Linked DNA regions of Rattus norvegicus: region 1 is linked to region 2. Evidence: chromatin contacts called from public Hi-C data. All regions are on one chromosome and are shown on one strand. The core of a region is the stretch at or near the end of the contact, and the rest is flanking DNA. Distances in the headings are between cores, read along the strand shown. Region 1 overlaps Slc25a48 (solute carrier family 25, member 48). Region 2 holds the start of Lect2 (leukocyte cell-derived chemotaxin 2).

What was found. Hi-C and Micro-C count contacts between places; a contact is called where the count stands out from the background.
Region 1: a Hi-C map of the A7r5 cell line shows a contact between it and region 2, with 5 times the contacts expected there. The contact joins the enhancer-like site here to the promoter of Lect2 in region 2. A contact is called at or near these places in 4 of 12 Hi-C or Micro-C datasets (the A7r5 cell line, Schwann cells, kidney and 1 more).

What each region holds. Positions count from the first base shown.
Region 1 is chr17:8,122,719-8,125,723 of GRCr8, reverse strand. Slc25a48 (solute carrier family 25, member 48) reads left to right here. Exons shown (of 9, transcript XR_010059371.1): 8 at 1-2,083. Among named protein-coding and RNA genes, the nearest start is that of Il9, 7.2 kb to the right of the region's middle. Within about 2 kb of position 1,268, at least 3 of the 93 cell types and tissues checked have an H3K27ac peak or open chromatin away from gene starts, as enhancers often do. A contact at or near this core is called in the A7r5 cell line, where this site is marked.
Region 2 is chr17:8,048,637-8,051,593 of GRCr8, reverse strand. It overlaps Lect2 (leukocyte cell-derived chemotaxin 2), which reads right to left and starts at 1,560. Exons shown (of 4, transcript NM_001108405.1): 1 at 1,366-1,560; 2 at 187-283. The coding sequence starts at 1,411.

The DNA of each region.
Region 1 (3,005 bases), core at 19-2,518, 74 kb before region 2:
GAAACAGCAGACCATACATGGGTCAGGCAGCCATCATCTCTTTCAGCTCTGGGTTAGAACCTGAGAAAGAGAGGCAAAAACATTCTGTGCCCACGGATGTTGGAAACCCAGCATAGACTTGCACTCCTCAATCAAAAGCACAGAAAAGTCCTTAGGGTTGTTTCTGTATACGTAGCGCCCTACCTGACTTCTGAGAGACCTTGGTCACCCTCCTCTCTCTTCAGTTTAGGTCTTTGGAGATGCTGCCAGAAGAAACCAGCTTAACTAAGAGGGGTGGGGAGGTTAGCATGTGTCATTTTCTTCGTGGTCCTCAAGTTGGGAAGGGAGGGTTCAGTGTCTGGAAAGAAACATACAGGGGAGGAAAATCCAAAGATTTGCTCCCAAGCCTGAGCGGGTGATGTGTTGGTGTCATGCCTGAGCCGCAGATGGCAGCCAGAGCTCACAGGGGCGGGTGTTCTGTGGGCGTGACTTCTACGTGGAAATCCCAATAAAATGCAGTCTGCTTCCCAGTGTGACTTTGTGCTTCTACCTTACCACCTATGGGAGCCACATAGGAGATAACCTTGCTCTTCCGTGGCGCGCGTCCATGATGTCACTTCCGGCTCTGCGCCTGCAGCAGCCACGCCTACTGCACCCCAGAGCCCTTCTCAGCACACTGCTGAATGTGGCTTCAGAGTCCTGCCTCACATTGTCACCTGCGCAGTCGCCACCAGCCAAGCAGAAATGTGGTCCAGGGTGGTCTTAAACCCCAGTGAGGGAACTGTCTTCACAGCCATGTAAAAAACAAACGTTTTAAGATCTTCCTTGGTTTGCCCCAAACCAAGCACCAAATCACAACTGCCCCCTAGAGGCCGACATGACCATTTTCAGTGTAGATCACAGGTGCTTCCTCAGAATGCTCTCCAAGCCCACCCTTCACAGCTCTTGAAGCTCAAAGTCCCTTGGCTAGATCTGAGCCGATGGGCTTGTGGTCACTTAGTGATCACCTGTGTTGAGCCCCTGCTGTGTGCAGGCACCGACTCAAGGGAAGAGTGGAGGAGCTCCGGCAAAGCTTTCGTGCTAGTTTACTAGACTCCTTAACAGGAAGAGGCTGGCCCAACCCCCACTTCAGCATCACGGGCAGGTACTGAGGGTCTTGGTGAGGTGCTGTGCTCCTGGTATGTTACAGGATGGACCCAGAGTGCCTCCTCTATCCCATCCCAGGATGTGTCAAGCAGGCATGCACTAGTGCCTGCCTAGGCTGCACAGTTGGGTTGAAGGAGTGGTATTTTCAGAGGCCAATCAGGATCTCCCATTGTGTACTCCTGGCTAGGCAGAGAGTTCACTCCTCTGTAGTGAATGACTAAGGGGCAGTTGGAAGCCCTTCTGCTTGTCTGTGACATCACGTGCTGTACAGTCCTTAGGAAAACCCGTGTGCTCATGAGAAAACGAGAGTGGAGAGGAAGGTGGTATCTTAGAGTCATTGGAAGTTAGTTTTCAGTCTTGCCGGTCGCTTTGAGGACCGGAAACATTATTTCTCAAAAGCCTGTTTGGCTGATATGCCATAGAATTGCCACTTGGTGGCAGCAGAGTGTCAACTAAATCCTGAGGGTGCCTGCTAGCTGGTGACTGTTCTGGGAGCGCTTGGGTCCTGGGCACTTCCCTCCCAATCTTTGTTCTCGGTGCCCCAGGGTGTGGTCCTTCCCTTGGGTTTCAACCTCGGTGTCTATCTGCATGATCTCGACACGTTCTGCTGCTTGGGCTTAAGTTCTCCTCGTCTGTAAAAAAAAACCACAGTCTTCCTCTCTGATCCGGGGCTGTTAGCTTTTGTCTGGAGGTTGACAAAGGGTGGCTGGGTCTGTGTACCCTGGGCCCGGACCATGTGAAACTCTGAGCATCATAACTGCTCCTTTGTGTCTTCATAAGCATGCTTTGGAATGGGATAGATGCCGATACTGAATAGATCTTCGCATGCTCCGGACACAGGATGGGCTATTGGTCCGTGTTCTAACTCCCAGAATCCTCTCTGCTAAGCTGTTGTCAAAGAAGATTCCGGAAGCACGTGATTCAGTTGTGAAGTCCAGGGAGCTGTACATCCAGAGAAGTATGGCTTCTGGCCACTGGCTGAGCATAGAGAGGGCCCACTGGGCTTGATTCCCCTGGGCATGGAGGGGCCCACTGGGTTAGGTAACCCAAGTCTTAAAAGATCGGTGTTCCGCGCTCCTGCCTCAGTTCTACCTTCCCCTGCATGCTTATTATGGTTGCTGAGTCATCAAACCGTGTCCTTGGGCGCTGGGGACACAGGTGCAACTGTTTTCATTTTCTACCTAAATTTAACTGTCCTTCCCCTCCCCCCAGCCCGCGCCACTTCTCCTTCCCCCACCAAGCCCCATTCTATCCAATAGCCAGGAGTGGGTCTCGGGTGTGATTTTGCCACTTCTGGGGAAAATTTAGGCATCCTGAGTGAAATGGTCAACTCGAGATGGCCCCTTTACCCCTGGAGGTGACTTGAGATTCTGAGACCGGGATACCCTGCTGTATTCTCTGGGTTCCTGCAACAAATCTGCCCAGGGGCTTAGCCCCCTGCACAGGGTAGCATCTGATCCATTTGAACAATGTGCTTCTGGGCCTCAGTTCTCATTTATGCAGTGAGAAGTATACACAACTGTTAGTGGGTACCTCAGGAGGTCAACGTGAGGATCCAACTCACTATCCTACAAGTCACTCTTATTTCTGCCTGATGCCCAGGAAAGAGGAACAAGTGCTCCAGGTGAGCTCTCCTCACCCAAGGTGTGCCCTTCTCACCCCAGGTGTGCCCTCCTCGCCCCAGGTGTACCCTCCTCACCCCAGGTGTGCCCTCCTCACCCCAGGTGTGCCCTCCTTATCCCAGGTGTGCCCTCCTCGCCCCAGGTGTACCCTCCTCGCCCCAGGTGTACCCTCCTCACCCCAGGTGAGCCCACCTCACTCCAGGTGTGTCCTCTTCACCCCAGGTGTACCCTCCTCACCCCAGGTGTACCCTCCTCACC
Region 2 (2,957 bases), core at 311-2,810:
TCTAGTGCAGACCCCATACTTGAAGCAGGATTTCGGAAGTTGCTCCGAATGCAGTCACTGTCGCACACAGCGCTGGCTTCCAGTCTGCCAGAGGGAGGTCATTGTGGGCCCTTTAGGAAACACAGGAGGCAGACAATGGGAAAAGAGAGGAACCACCAAGTGGCAGCTGTTTGCGATCGCTCCTACCTTTGAGTAGAGTACTGTCCACAGCCATAGCTGTCACATGTCCGGATCTCGTTGGAAGATCTGCTGGCACATATGTTAGCCCATGGTCCTGCCAGGGCTGCAGAAGAGAAATGTGAGAGTCATGGGCACCCGTGACCTGTGTCTCTCCTGTGTGTCCCCCTGGACACTGGGGTCTAATCCCCCCTCATTTGGTTAGTTTCTCCTGTGGATAGCAGATTTAGATATAGAACATAGTCCCCGGCTATGTAATTCTGTGGCATATGAAATATTTATAAGCATGAACCTTCATCATATCACTGCTCGAAATCCTTCATGAATACAAGGTGGAAATTGTGTTTTCAACTTTCCTTTGCCTGTTACCAGACCTGGGGAGCACTATGCTAAAGCAAAGGAAGGGAGCACGGACAGAACTCACGAAGCTGCGTGGTAACCTTGGAATGTTTTATAATCAGGGCTAAGAATGGCATCCACGCAAATGTCTGACACACAGACAGAGTCGCCAACTTTAGACAGCATGAACTGAATCTCATATTTGCAAAACGTAGAAGTGGATATTTGAGACGTGACAAAACCACAAGCCACAGTGAGCCTAAATAGTATTTTCTGTGAAGAAAAGCTACAGTATATTCATTGCTGTAACTTCATATTTGAGTCTCAAAGCCTTCTAATGTGGAGCTAAGCTTCAAATGGATGTTATGATCAGGTTATAGCAGGATGGAACCAGCATCATCCCGGGCAACTGAGGAATCTAGTGGGCAGCTTATTAATCTGTTTGTCTTGCCTGCTGGGAGCACCAAGGGGACGGTCCCATCATCCCAAGCTGGCCTTAGCATCAGGAACTCCCCACATCCGAGTCTTATGTGAGACTTTCACCTTCTAGGGTTTTGGGGGAGTGGGCTGGGGGTGGGTTCTGATTAAGTTCCAGGCAAGGATTGAAGGGGTGTCAGAGTCTCCCTGCACCCTGTTTATATTCCCTGACTGAGGACTCAGAGCATCAGGAAGAGGTGGTGGAGAAATCCAACTGCTTCACCGTTCCAGCCTACTCCAACTTCAATTACTAATACCAAATTTTATGTCACATTCTATGATTGACTTTTAAGCCTACGCCTGAAATCGGGCGTAACCCGGGTATATAACTCTTAAGTTAGTGAGGATTCTAACGTTGGGCTTCTGACTTACCAGTGGAAATCAAAGCAGCTGACATGAGGATTCTTGTGGGAAACATCTGGATTCTGCTTCCCGTTTCTTCCTCTGGTTAGAATTGCTCCCATGCACACACAGTCCACGACTGAGTCCACCTTCTCTGGTAATTAAGCTTTGGAATCCCGTGTTTCTCCGAGGTTTAGTACGAGACACGGAAAACAAAATGAGTCAGGTTAAACTGTAACATTCCGTGGAGAGGGCTGTCTGACCGCACAGAGACCTCTGCCAATGCCTTTGATCTGGAGAAGCTGCCAATGCTATCAGAAACACTGATATTAACTATTAACAGGAATGATAAAACTGGGAGCGGAATGATGTCTTCTGCTTGGGGCTGGAGGGTGATGGCGGTATAGTGATCACGGTCACTGGAGACCTTTCTGAGGATCATCCAGGTTGACAGTAATATTGGAGGATTCTCATAATCGCAGCGCATATCTTAGGTGTGGTGGGTATTCAATTGTCCAATTAGACTTCAACTACATAAGATCTATAGATAATATTGACAGTTTCATAAATTGTTTCTTTTGAGCATGTGATTTCAAAGGCTTATAACGGTGGAATTAACACCTAAGGAATCTACCAGTAGAGGAGATCACAGTCGAACCATGAACTTACATAAAGACTATATATGTTAATATACTTAGATCCTAAATACACTATTGAATATTAAGGATTATGCATTGTATACCATATCCTATCTTTAAATCTTCCAAACAAAAAGTGTTGCCCTTCGTGAATATGGTGTGTATAAGAATGACACAAAAACACGCAGCAGCACAGCCTGGAGAGGAGCATACTGGGTGGAGAGTCATGGCTACGTAAGCTCTAAAATATTTTGTTTCTGGAAAAAAAAAAACAATGGCAAGTCTGCAAAACATTAATTTGTCAATTATTGGAGACCCGGATGCAACATTCTCTAGTTCTCTGTGCTTCTTACTTGTAATTAGCTTTTCCGAATCGGAATTCTCACATATGAACTACCAGCTACCCTTAACGTCAGACAAGGACTAGACTTTTCCATGAAGCCTCCCCGCTTGCATACCTAGTCAGTAGCTGTAGGAAACTTGTGGTAACGCTTCCACAGCTGCAGCCACACCCTGTCCTGTCTTCCCGGACACTTCCCCAGCCTTTGGTTTTGGCTCAGCTCTGTGGTTTTGACCAAGTGAGTCAGAGGTAACGCTATGTCCTGCAGCCTGACCTGCTTTCTGTCATTGCACTCTGCTTCCCGTGTCCTGCCAGTGCCAGGCTGACAGGCTGCCCCAGGACACAATAAGGAGTCACACGCAACAGGGACTCACAGCTGAAGGCAGCCCAGGACACCCCAGAACAGTGAGTAATACTGGATGCAGCGTGAAGCCACGGAGGCCGCAACGGTAACAAAACCGTGTGGGCGAGGCTGCACTGGACTTCACACAGCTTTTCTCGGAGTGCCGTGTACACGGTGCCACCACAGTGCAGGCATCACGGAAATGAGTCTGAGCAAGAACGGGAATAGATCACTGGGGAGAATCTAGAAGCAGGTCCAGATGCATACAGTTTACAGCGCACAGTAGGGACACCACTTCAGA